Linked DNA regions of Ovis aries: region 1 is linked to region 2. A link is a contact called in public Hi-C data. All regions are on one chromosome and are shown on one strand. Each heading gives the region's core, a stretch centred on a gene start, on an enhancer-like site or on the middle of the called end of the contact. The rest is flanking DNA. Distances are from core to core; before and after follow the strand shown.

Region 1 (7,145 bases), core at 2,126-4,625, 360 kb before region 2:
GGGGGGGTAGGGGGGGGGGGGGGGGGGGGGGGGAACCTGCGAAGTAGGTGGTAGCGGAGGTGGGGAAGTGAACTTAGGCTGTGGACATAATTGTTCAGCTGTGACTCTGGAAGTGGTGGAAAACACAAAAGCTAGGGAAATCTGATCAAAAAGAGTCGAAAATGTTCAAAGAATACAATGGCAACCTCTCCGAATTGATTGTTCTCACCGTGACCTTGGCTCTGTGCTATGTATATGCTTGCCTGCATTTATTTCTTCATTTATTGTTTACAACAACTCTGGGAAATAGGGACTACTGAGCATTCTTTTTTTTCTCCCAGGCCCCTCTCAGAAATGGAAAGAGAAGTTCAGGAAAATAAAAACAGCCAGGAGAAAAGTGAATTCTCTGACCATTAGGCCTATAAAACCTCTGCCTCCGGTCCGTACACTTCGCCTTTCCTCCTGTTACAGGGATGAATGATCCCTGCTCTTAGCGAAAGCCACCTCCGGGTGTGGACTGGACCCTGCCAGGTATACCTACTCCAGGAGTTTGCTTTGTAATTCTCTTCCTGTTCCTCCTCTGGCATCCTCGACTGCTCCCTTTCTAGTGGACCACTGCCATCAGCATGCAAATACGTCGTCAAGTTGCCATCCTTAGAAACCTCTTCTTGACCCGATGGCGTTGCCACCCCATTTTTTTTGTTGCCGCTGTTGTTTAGTTGCTGAGTTGTGTCCTACTCTTTTGTGACCCCACGGACTATAGCGTGCCAGGCTCCCCTGTCCATGGGGTTTCTCAGGCAAGAATACTGGAGTGGGTTACCGTTTCGTTTTCCAGGGGATCTTCCTGACTCAGAGGGTGAACCCATGTCTCCTGCATTGGCAGGTGGGTTCTTTACCACTGAGCCACCTGGGAAGCCTGTCCTGCCTCTTACTTCCCTTTATAGCCAAGTTCCTTTATAGAGCTTAATATACTCATTGCTGGCTTCCCTGGTGGCTCAGATGGTAAAGAATCTGCCTACAATGCAGCAGACCTGGGGTCGATCCCTGGGTTGGGAAGATCCCCTGGAGAAGGAAATGGCTACCCACTCCAGTATTCTTGCCTGGGGAATCCCATGGACAGAGGAGCCTGGTGGGCTACAGTGGATGGAGTTGCAAAGAGTCAGACACGACTGGGCAACCAACACTTTCATACTCATGGTCTGCATTTCCTTGCTTCTTGGTCTCCCTGAAACCCAGTCCCATCCAGCGAATCTCCTGTCTTGATGCCACCAGTTCCTCCCCCTTGTCAAGCTCAGTGTCAGTCCTCAGCCCCGCTGCTCCCTGACTTTTCATTATCATTTGACACTGGTGTTCATTCTTTCCTATGGGAAACTCTGCACGTGGCTTCTGGAACCTCATGGTCAGTGGCTCCCTTGCTGGCTACTTCTCATTCTCCTTTCTGGGATCTTCCTCCAAGGACATCCTCCGAAGAGGCCAGTGACCCTAATCACAGTCGAGAACTCAAGAGGGAAAACAGCAGTTCTCAAATCCTGTGTTAGAAAGTTTGGCAAATAAAGTCATCTCCATCATTAACTTTCATTTAAGTTTCATAAAGTTTCATTAAAGTTAATGAGGAGGAGGAGGAGGGTCTTGAGTTATGCAGTAAGGGTTTAAAAGCAGAGAGGAAGGAAGCTGCTTAGCTTTCTGGAATCAATCACCTAGAGAAGCCCGGGGGTCCAGGGTAACATCGCTTGCACCCACACACGCCACGGGCAGCTGAAGGCATGGTTGTTTGTTCCTTGTTCATGATGAAAGAAAAACAAATTTTCCTTTTCAGAGGGAGCTTTCCATAATTGCACTTCCCGCAAACTGAGTACTAGAGGTTGTAGGTACAGAAAACAGCATAGAAGGACAAGCTGAAAATGTAGTTGCTATTGGGCTTTTAACAGTCACTTTTAAATTTTATTTATTTTTAATTTTTAATTAATTGTCACTTTTGACAAAGTTGAAGAAGGTTCTATCCTAAACCATGGGTTATCAGAGAAAAGGGGAAGAACTGGCTATGTCTCAGGTGAGATGAGGCTGCCATCTTGGGCAATGAGGACAGGGAGTTGGGCTCTGCCAGAGTGTGGCCAAGGGGCCTGGAGGCTTGGAGCCGGGGCACTGGGAGGCCTCTTGAATAAGGTTGGGCCCACTTTCACAAGTGGGCTGGTCACCTTCTGGTGGCTCAGATGGTAAAGAATCCGCCTGCAGTGCGGGAGAGCTGGGTTTGATCCCTGGGTTGGGAAGATCCCCTGGAGAAGGGAAAGGCTACCCACTCCAGTATTCTGGCCTGGAGAATTCCATGGACAGAGGAGCCTGGTGGGCTACAGCCCATAGGGTTGCAAAGAGTCGGACACGACTGAGTGATTTTCAGTAGGGGGAGAGGCAGCAGACCCCTGAGAGCTGGAAACAGCCCCCCAGTGTCCTGGAAACAGGGCAGAGCAGCTGGACGGACGTCAGAGCTGGGCCGTTCTTCCCGCTCTGCCCCTTTCCCTCCGTCCCCGCACCTGAGTCCGGGGTATTTTGCAATATTGTGCCAAGTGGGTGACCATTGCCCAATGTCACTCCTGGGCTCCTGGTGAAGGGTGGGGTCATCTTGGGGGCTGTGGAACAGGTTTGGCCCTGGGTGGGGTATCCTGGTGGGGGGCGGCGCTGAGGTTTGAGTCTTAAGGACAAAGAGAAATTGGCCAAGAGCAGAAAAGAGTTCCAGGCAGAGGGACCAGCACATTCAGAATTGAAGAGCGGGCATAAAACCCATGGAACTGAAGAATTCAGTGGGCTGCAGAAACAGGGTGGGTGCGGAGAGTGGAGAGAGGTGAGGTGGAACCCGCCTCGCTTCTCAGCTCCCCCTGTCCTGCGCTCACACTGGTCCTCACCCCGCTCCCATCAAAGCCGCTCTGTTTCAACCCTCCCTCCCTCCCACCCTTATGTGTTGCGAGCCTGCGGTGCACCAGGCGTTTCAGTACTTGGTACCGGAACCGTCTCCGGTTACATGCCTGTTCCTGCCTCTACATCACTACAGCCCTTACGATAACCTGGGTGCCATAAACAGAGGGAGTGGCAGTGGGAACATTTAACAGCGGATCGGCAGAGTGTATGTCCAGCCAGGACTGATGCTCACCTTAGCAAAGCATCCTGGTCTTTCTGGCAGTACTGGCTGAGTGCCTTTCGTGACTGTCAATACGATCATGTTCCTCTTACAGGTAAGGAAAAGAAGACTGTGAGGAGTTAAGCCACTTGGCCAAAGTCCCAAAGCAGAAATCCCAAAGTTGGGGATTTTGACCTAGGCTTGTCTTGGAAATACAGCTCAGGGGTAGAGCATCTGACGGCAGACCCAGGCTTGTCTGAATCCAGCATCTGACGGTTAAGCACCCGGGCTCACAGATGAAAATTTGAAAGCATGAGGGCTGACAGTGGCCTGGCACACACTGCAGGCCCCCTGAGCTGCCGTCTGCTCTCAGGAACGAGGCAGGTCTTGAGGGCAAGGAAGGTCCAAGGAGGCCTGGCGGGGCGGGGGTACTTTCTGGAGCTGACAAGCCAGCCAGCTTTCCTGGGTCCATGCGGGCAGCCAGCCATGGGGCCTGGAGCCCGCGCTCACCAGGCCAGCAGCCTCCTGGAGCTGGCTTCTTGGGAAGGACACAGCTGGTGAGTCCCCCGGGCGTGACCATTCCTATCGCTTTTCTCCTTCCAGGTCTCTGTCCTCTGCTAGGAGTAGGGACGCTTCTCTGATCCCAGCTGAAACAACAAAAGTCACCTGAGCCTCTGCCTTTTCCAGAAATTCCTGACGAGGCTGCCAGCGAATGAGTCAATGCTGGGGAGGCCGTGCTTGCTGAGAACCAGCCCGGTGGGAGGAGGCCTTCCACCAGCCCGAGCGCCCTGCTTGCTGAGAACCAGCCTGGCTGGAGGAGGCCTTCCACCAGCCTGAGCGGGAGCAGGCTGGAGCAGACATGCAGCCCTGGGGGGCCCTTGACCCTCCAGTGCTGGGGCTCCAGATGCCCCGCCGTGGGGTTGGCCACGTGGGCTTGGTGACTCCCAGGAGGGTGGAGCAGAGGACTGGCTAGGAGATGGCTCGAATCTTCTGCTCAGCACCAAGCATGGCCCTGCCCTCCTGGAGGGTGGACCCTATGGCCTTTACTCATATCTTTTCTTATTCCACGGAGGACGTGAGGCTGAGCTGCTGTTCCTTTTGTTGACTTAAAAAAATATTCACGACTTAAAAGTTGGGAGTCAGGTTTTATCTGATGGGAATTTTTAGGACTTCAAGCCTGGGAAGACAGCATCTCACTCAACTATCCCTGAGAGAACTGCTCTGAGGAGTTCTCTGAGGAGTGAGGGGTCAGAGGGGGAGAGGAGCCAGGTTACCTAGAAATTTGCAACAAAGGGGAGGTAATCTGAACGTCAAAAGTATTTTTGTGAATTCAAGAAAACCAGGGTTCCCTTTTCTCCACAGCCTCTCCAGCATTTATCACTTGTAGACTTTTGGATAGCAGCCATTCTGACTGGTGTGAAATGGTACCTCATTGTGGTTTTGATTTGCATTTCTGATAATGAGTGATGTTGAGCATGTTTTCATGCATTTGTTAGCCATCTGTATGTCTTCTTTGGAGAAATGTCTGTTTAGTTCTTTGCCCCACTTTTTGACTGGGTCTTTTATTTTTCTGGAATTGAGCTTCAGGAGTTGCTTGTATATTTTTGAGATTAATTCTTTGTCCGTTGCTTCGCTTGCTATTATTCTCTCCCATTCTGAAGGCTGTCTTTTCACCTTGCTTATAGTTTCCTTTGTTGTGCAGAAGCTTTTAATTTTAATTAGGTCTCATTTATTTATTTTTGCTTTTATTTCCGATATTCTGGGAGGTGGGTCATAGAGGATCCTGTTGTGGTTTATGTCAGAGAGTGTTTTGCCTATGTTTTCCTCTAGGAGTTTAATAGTTTCTGGTCTTACGAATGCAAACTAGTACAGCCACTATGGAGAACAGTGTGGAGAGTCCTTAAAAAACTGGAAATAGAACTGCCATATGACCCAGCAATCCCACTGCTGGGCATACACACCAAGGAAACCAGAATTGAAAAAGACACGTGTACCCCAATGTTCATCGCAGCACTATTTATAATAGCCAGGAATGGAAGCAACCTAGATGTCCATCAGCAGATGAATGGATAAGAAAGCTGTGGTACATATACACAATGGAGTATTGCCCAGCCATTAAGAAGAATACATTTGAATCAGTTCTAATGAGGTGGATGAAACTGGAGCCTATTATACAGAGTGAAGTAAGCCAGAAAGAAAAACACCAATACAGTGTACTAATGCATATATATGGAATTTAGAAAGGTGGTAATAATAACCCTGTGTGCGAGACAGCAAAAGAGACACAGATGTATAGAACAGTCTTTTAGACTCTGCGGGAGAGGGTGAGGGTGGGATGATTTGGGAGAATGGCATTGAAACATGTATATTATCATATGTGAAATGGATCACCAGTCCAGGTTCGATGCATGAGACAGGATGCTTGGGGCTGGTGCGCTGGGATGACCCTGAGGGATGGGATGCAGAGAGAGGTGGGAGGGGAGTTCAGGATGGGGAACACGTGTACACCCATGGCAGATTCAAGTCAATGTATGGCAAAACTAATACAACATTGTAAAGTAAAATAAATAAGTTAATAAATTTAAAAAAAAAAGAAAGAAAACCAGGTATCTCAGGTTAAGGAATTTAGCACTTTCCTGTGTATGGAAAGGTGTAAGAGTCTGGGCTCCTTGAAGCCATTCCTGTCACACGTATCTCAGCTGTGGGGCCAGGATCCCGCGTTTTTCCACATCCTGAGCTCCCTTGAGCTCACTGTAGGGAGTGCTGCAGTCTGACGGCTGCGAGAGTAGCCTTCTCATTCCTGAGTGCCCTTGGCTGCTGCTGCTGCTAAGACGCTTCAGTCATGTCCAACTCTGTGCAACCCCATAGACGGCAGCCCACCAGGTTCCTCCGTCCCTGGGATTCTCCAGGCAAGAACACTGGAGTGAGTTGCTGTTTCCTTCTCCCCCTGAGTGCCCTTAGGGCTCACCAGTTGACCCTGGAGGACTGCTGCTGCATTTGCTAATGACTGTGACATCCTTGTTTACTGATGTGGCAGAAAACATTCCACTTCTCAATTTCACATGGGCAGCCTGGTTCCAGCCCCCGCCTTTATGGGATTCAGAAGATTCTGACCACGCATCCTGCTAGGGGCCTGTCCCCAGTGACCACATGGGATACGGCTGTGGTGTTGGTTTACCACGGGGATTCCTCCCATCCTCCCTCCCCACTTTCTCCCAACCCTCTCCAATTCTGTGCACGCAGGCACCCTTTCTATTTTTGAATAGATGCTTTTCAACTGTGGTGTTGGAGAAGACTCTCGAGAGTCCCTTGGACTGCAAGGAGATGCAACCAGTCTATCCTAAAGGAGATCGGTCCTGGGTGTTCATTGGAAGGACTGATGCTGAAGCTGAAACTCCAATACTTTGGCCACCTGATGCGAAGAACTGACTCATTGGAAAAGACCCTGATGCTGGGAAAGATTGAAGGTGGGAGGAGAAGGGGACGACAGAGGATGAGATGGTTGGATGGCATCACCAACTCAATGGACATGGGTTTGGGTAAACTCCGGGAGTTGGTGATGGACCGGGAGGCCTGGCGTGCTGCAGTCCATGGGGTCGCAAAGAGTTGGACGTGACTGAGCGAGTGAACTGAACTGATGTAGTTAGAGGTTTCTTTTTGCTTTTTATTTGCAAGGAAAGGGGGTCAATTCTTCCACGTTGTCCCATTAGCCCTGGACTCCTCACTAGTCTCTAACTGCCCATTCAGCAGTGAGAGTGCACAGCACAGGCTTCCGGTCCTGGCCCATCACTCCCCAGCTGGTGACTGAGTGAGCCCTTCCCTTTCCCCAGGCCCCCTGCTGGGGTGTGGGGACTGTGAGCCTCAAAAAGAGTGGATGGAGGAGGTGAAGAGAGCAGTGACAACCACACTGATGTGGGGTTTGGAACGTAATCCTTGGCAAAGAGGCTTTCCACCTCACCCACGGGGGCACAGGCAGCCTGACTGCTTGGAGAGACAGTGCAGAATTCTGGGTGAGAAATAATTAGGTTCTACCTACCGGATGGGCTTCCCAAGTGGC
Region 2 (6,374 bases), core at 613-3,112:
CTGCGGTGAGCAAGGCAAGGGGCCACAGGCAGGGAGGAGTCACCTGGTCCTGTAGGCAGGACCTCGCCTGTGCCTCTCTCTGCTCCCTCAGGGCCTGTGATGACTGTGGATTAACTGAATCCTCAGTGGAGTCTCAGAATAGCTGTGTCCTCAGGACGTGCAAGGATCCAGGGCCATGCGCTCCCCAGGAGGGGACTAAGGGCTATAAAAACAGGGGCTCAGGGAGGCCCACAGCCATCCCCTGCTACTCAGCCTGATGTTCTCTGAGGACAGAAAGTGCAGGGTGACTTTTCAGCGTGGTTGGTGTGTGTGTGGGTGTGTGTGTGTGTGGGGGGGTGTGCATCAAGTGTGTAAAAATACCAAATGTTTCCTTAGTCTTGATTTAAACTGTCCCTCATCTTCAGACTTTAAAAGGACTAAGGCACTCTCCTCTGTAAAGAGTGAGGACAGTTTCGGGAACTGTCAAATCACTGCAGTGAAGCAAGTCCAAGAGAATGAGGAGAGTCTCAGAAAATGAAATAAACAGAGCGCTGGGATGGAACCGGGTCAGCAGCCGTGGGAAGTGCGGCTCAGCCCTGCCATACTCTGAGCCATCTTCCCGGAAAGCCCTTCCCTGACCATCTGATACCACTGTCCCCAACCTTTTTGGCACCAAGACTGGTTTCGTGTGAGACAGATTTTCCACGGGCTGGGGGCAGGGGTGGGGGGAGGGTGGTTTCCAGATGACTCAGGCACATTGCATTTATTGTGCCCTTTATTCCTATCGTTCCATCAGCTTCATCTTAGGCCATCAGGCATTGGATCCCAGAGGTGGGGTCCTCTGCTCGAAAAGATCAACCCAGCCCCTGCCTTGAACAGGTCGTACCTCCCTTCCCTGCCTTATTGTCTCTGCTTAGCACCAACCAGTATTTCTCATACTCCATGTTGTTTATTTCTCTTGTTTGTCCACTGGAATATAACTTCATGAAGGCTGGGAATTTTGTCTGTTATATCCCCACACTTAGATCACTGGCTGGCACACAGTTTCTCAGTAAATAATGTTTTCCAAGTGAATGACTGAACTAATGATATTAGTCACTTTTTTATTTTATTTGGCCATGCCAAATAAAATAGGACTCTCATGGTATCTTAAACATATTCTATCCTGTTCTAGGATGTATCACATTGCTGTTGTTAATCATGCATCTGTCTCCTACTGCCTGATGAGCCTTGTGAGAGCAGGGCTGACTCCTATGGTTCGCTGGGTCTTCCGTTGTCTGGCCCAGGCTCTAACACAAGAAAACGCATGGGTGTCAGTTATGACTTGGGCTGTGGCCCAGAGACTTCGTCCTCTCCCACGTCTCTCGTGTAGTCAGGCCAGCCATCACCTTCTCTCCAGCTCCTCTGCCTCTGCTCTGATTCTGGTCCCTACCCTCTCTTCTTTAAACCACCACGTGTGTGTGTGTGTGTGTGTGTGTGTGTGTGTGTGTATGCATGCACACGCTCACTTGTGTCCAACTCTTTGCGACCCTGTGGGCCATAGCCTGCCAGGCTCCTCTGCCCGTGGGATTCTCCAGGCAAGAGTACTGGAGTGGGTGCCATGCCCTCCTCCACAGGATCTTTCTGACCCAGGGATCAAACCTGCATCTCCCGCATCTTCTGCTTTGGCAGGTGGGTTCTCTCACCATCGAGCCACCTTGGAAGCACCATCATGGCAGACTCCAAACCATAACTTCACTGACAGCTCCCTGACAGCTGCCCAAGGCATGTTCTAAAGCAAAGGTCTGGTTAGGCCACTCCACTGTGTGTCCTGTTGACTAGACTCAGGCCACTAGGGGATGAAGTTTAGTTTTCTCAGCCTTGGGTGTACCATCCACCCTACACTGGCCAAGTCTGTCCTCCTCTGCTCCCCAGTCACACAGCCTGGCCTCCAGCAAGTTGCACGGAATGTGTCTGTGTTTCCAAGCCTCTCCCACTGCGCAAGCCCTCCTCCGCGGCCCAGGTCACCCTTCTCCTATCTCTTCAGTTATTCAGCCATTCAATTATTCATTCAGCAAGAAGCCCTTCTTGGTGCCAGAAACTGTGCTGACCTCGGAGCTGCAGAGACAGACAAGACACAGCCCTGGTCTCGAGGTGTCCCTGTGTCTTCCCCTTTTGGGGTCACTATGGTCCTGACCCTTGTTCCACCCCCCAGAGAGGAGAGGCTCAGTCATTACCCTGTCTACAAGAAGGTCTTGGTGTCCATGAAACAGAATTGCCACTTGGTAAATTAAACTAATTGAATATTCTGCTCACGTTTTAATAAATTGTTGAGTTAGACTGTCCTGCCTGGTTAGTGCCTTTCTTTTCTGGGATTTTTAAAAGTAATTTTATTTACTTATTTGTGGCTGTGTTGGGCCTCCGTTGCTGCACCAGCTTTTCTCTAGTTCTGGAGAGGGGGCCACTCTCTAGCTGCGGTGCGCTGGCTTCTCATCGCGATGGGCTCCCGTGTTCCGAGCATAGGCTCTAGGGCACGCGGGCTCAGGAGCTGTGGCTCCCAGGCTCTCGAGCAGAGGCTCAGGAGGGGTGGCCCCCGGGCTTCGTTGGGATTCCCAGGTGGCTCAGTGGTGAGAAATCCACCTGCCAGTGCAGGAGCCACAGATGTGGGTTCGATTCCGGGGTTGGCAAGATCCCCTGGAGGAGGAAATGGCATCCCACTCCAGCATTCTTGCCTGGGACAGCCCATGGACAGATAGGCCTGGCGGGCTACGGTCCCCGTGGTTGCAAAGGGTCGGACACGGCTGAGCGACCAAGCACACACGCACGGGCTTAGTCGCTCCGTGGCGTTTGGGATCCTCCCAGATCAGGGATCTAACCCCTGCCTCCTGCACTGGTGGGTGGATTCTTTACCACTGAGCCCCCAGGGGAGCCCTTGGGATTTTTTTTTAAACTACTGCTCTACATCCAGTTCCCTGATGGAAAATGCCATGTTTGGTAAACTAGTATAAACTCAAGCATGACTAATATCCTTCGTGGGTAAGCCTTGCTTAGACGTAAGGACATTGTCCTTGAAGTGACATATTTAACAACTCCAGGATGTTTGCTAGATCGGATTTGGAAGATTCCCTAGAAATGCCATCATTTTTTTTTTTTCTGTCCTCATAGGGAAAATGTGTCAGGAAGCATTCATTCGATTCTCCCTGCTCGCTTTCCATCTGCTCCTGTATGCCTCATTAAGTTCTTCACCGTGGTTAATGTCCCAGGTTCTCTTCATCTGCATTCATCTAAGGACTCAAAATTGTGAAATGTTATGGAGGTTCACTCGTAAAAAACAATTTGACTTGAAAATGCAATTATTTATGCTTTCACCTACTGTGTGAAAGGATAAAACATTATAATGATTACACTCGAGTCCCATACATCCAGGCATTAACACTGTGATCAGATTTCTTTTCACCTGTAATTTTTCAGATGGCTCATTTTTGTTGAAAAGATAGTTCTATAGAGTAAGAGAGGGTCTTCTGATTTGATTTTTTAATCAAATTTTTGACTTGAGCTTCAGTTTCCCTGGATATTTATTTAATCTATAGTGTGTTGAATCAAGTTTTTCTTGACTCTGGAGCTCCATAGCCCCTTGGCATAGTGTTTGTTTTCTACGCCGTTTTTAAAATCTTTTCTTTTGAAATTTTATCAGTCTGGCTAGAGAGTCAAGTTGGTAGTTCGGCAAATGTTAAGCTCTTTGCTGCTGCTGCCAAGTGGCTTCAGTCGTGTCCGACTCTGTGCGACCCCATAGACGGCAGCCCACTAGGCTCCCCTGTCCCTGGGATTCTCCAGGCAAGAACACTGGAGTGGGTTGCCATTTCCTTCTCCAATGCATGAAAGTGAAAAGTGAAAGTGAAGTTGCTCAGTCGTGTCCGACTCTTCTCGACCCCGTGGACTGCAGCCCACCAGGCTCCTCCCATGGGATTCTCCAGGCAAGAGCACTGGAGTGGGGTGCCATTGCCTTCTCTGGTTAAGCTCTTTAGATGGTTACAATGGAAAAGCTGAAAAACAAAATAAGAAATTCTGTGATCACAGATGAAACTTTTCTAAGTGGCTGGCCAGCATTTTTGAGCCAAACCCTTTACTTTTATTAGAGTGCTCTGTGTCTCTGGCCCACTAATTATCACCATATTGTAGAGATGAGACAAAGAGGCTTATCTGGTACACCCAAACATTAATCAGAGTTTCAATTATAAAGGTATTCACCATTCAACTCTGTTTACCATTGGCTTGTTAACTTTCTATAGCCAGTGAAAACCCGGACCAGGATCTTACAATTTCCTCATGAATTTGTCCTTATGAAGAATTTACTTTGGATTGAGGCAAGGATCAGGCCATTCATGCATAAATTTATTGAATACCTGCCATTTGCACACATTTTTCTAAGTGCTCCCCGTAGATTAATTCATTTACTTGTCACTACAAACTTATGAAAGGAGGCTTTGATTTTATCTCCACGTCAGACATGGAAGAATCAAGGCTCATCGAAGTTAACTTGACAAAAACACACACTTAAAGCTGGGATTCATATTCTAGCAGTCTGCCTCCAGAGCCCACGCTCCTGTTTTACTAATGCTTACAGCCAGGTGCTGGGGAACTGCTGGGACTGTCACAGCTCAGTGGCTCCTGGTTGGGGTGGGGCTGGGGGCTTGATGACAGAGCAAAAGATGCTTGATCTTGATGAAGCATCGATTTAATCCCTGTGAGCAACCGGTTAGCCCTTACCAAGTTATCTGGAAAGAAGAAGCACTTGAAAAAAAAAATAAGTGCACGTATCTGTAAAGTTGTGTTACATACTTAAGAACCTGTAACATCGAGACAAGTGTGATACAAATCATGCATGAGTCTATTCATTTATATGCTGATGAAGTACTTCAGATATCTTTTACATGCTTGTCAAGTTATGTGTGTATCATTCATTAAAATCTATTTAAAATGGCCAACATTCAGAAGTTTCTGAAATGCCTTGGAGAAGGGATTCAAGTTAAGATGCACTGTGATTCCACCAACAAGGATCTGCTGTATAGCACCTCAAACTCTGCTCAGTGTTAAGTGGCAGCCTGGATGGGCAGGGACGCAGCGGGAGAATGGATGCATGTATGTGCATGGCTGAGTCCCTGCACTGTTCACCTGAAACCATCACAGCATTGTTAATCGGCTATACCCCAATACAAAATAAAAAGTTTAAAAGAAGAAAGATATACTGTAATTCTGATTGTATTGTTTGTAATAACTCATAGTTAATAGATGTTTCTGAACATTTAGGAAGACCTCTCCTCTCCAAGTCAAACAAAAATCTCCCCAAATAAATGACAGTTTGAAATACCACCTTGGTTTGAAGATTCATACTAAACCATCTTGTATTTCTTCAAGCTTTGAAAAATTTACTAAAAAAAAAGGAAAAATTTCTCTGTAAGAGAACCTTCCCTGGCCAACAGACCTAACGTTTGCTCATTCTTGGGTCGCCCCCTAGTGGTTTATTCGACTTATGACTATTTCTCAGTTCAGTTGAGTTCAGTTCACTCAGTCGTGTCCGACGCTTTGCGACCCCATAAATTGCCGCACGCCAGGCCTGCCTGTCCATCACCAACTCCCGGAGTCCACCCAAACCTATGTCCACTGAGTCGGTGATGCCATCCAACTGTCTCATCCTCTGTCGTCCCCTTCTCTCGTGCCTTCAATATTTACCAACATCAGGGTCTTTTCAAATGAGTCAGCTCTTCCCATCAGGTGGCCAAAGTACTGGAGTTTCAGCTTCAACATCAGTCCTTCCAATGAACACCCAGGACTAATCTCCTTTAAGATGGACTGGATGGATCTCCTTGCAGTCCAAGGGACTCTCAAGAGTCTTTTCCAACACCACAGTTCAAAAGCATCAATTCTTTGGCGCTCAGCTTTCTTTATAGTCCAACTCTCACATCCATACATGACCACTGGAAAAATCAGAGCCTTGACTAGATGGACCTTTGTTGGCAAAGTAATGTCTCTGCTTTTTAATATGCTGTCTGGGTTGGTCATAACTTTCTTAAGTAAGCGTCTTTTAATTTCATGGTTGTAATCACCATCTCCAGCGATTGTGGAGCCCAGAAAAATAAAGTCAGCCATTGTTTCTACTATTTCCCCATCTACTTCCCAAGAAGTGATGGGACCTGATGCCATGATCTTAGTTTTCTGAATGTTGAGCTTTAAGCCAACTTTTTCACTCTCGTCTTTCACTTTCATCAAGAGGCTCTTCAGTTCTTCTTCACTTTCTCCTATAAGGGTGGTGTCATCTGCATATCCGAGGTGATTGATATTTCTCCCGGCAATGTTGATCCCAGCTTGTGCTTCCTCCAGCCCAGCATTTCTCATGATGTACTCTGCATATATAATTT

Evidence for each region. Hi-C and Micro-C count contacts between places; a contact is called where the count stands out from the background.
Region 1: a Hi-C map of omental adipose tissue shows a contact between it and region 2, with 4 times the contacts expected there. The contact joins two enhancer-like sites. A contact is called at or near these places in 8 of 16 Hi-C or Micro-C datasets (hypothalamus, liver, mesenteric adipose tissue and 5 more).

Annotation. Positions count from the first base shown.
Region 1 is chr21:8,621,666-8,628,810 of ARS-UI_Ramb_v3.0, reverse strand. The region is part of intron 8 of ME3 (malic enzyme 3); the gene reads right to left. Among named protein-coding and RNA genes, the nearest start is that of CCDC81, 77 kb to the left of the region's middle. Within about 2 kb of position 3,375, at least 10 of the 54 cell types and tissues checked have an H3K27ac peak or open chromatin away from gene starts, as enhancers often do.
Region 2 is chr21:8,257,994-8,264,367 of ARS-UI_Ramb_v3.0, reverse strand. No RefSeq gene overlaps it. Among named protein-coding and RNA genes, the nearest start is that of TRNAS-GGA, 19 kb to the right of the region's middle. Within about 2 kb of position 1,862, at least 2 of the 54 cell types and tissues checked have an H3K27ac peak or open chromatin away from gene starts, as enhancers often do.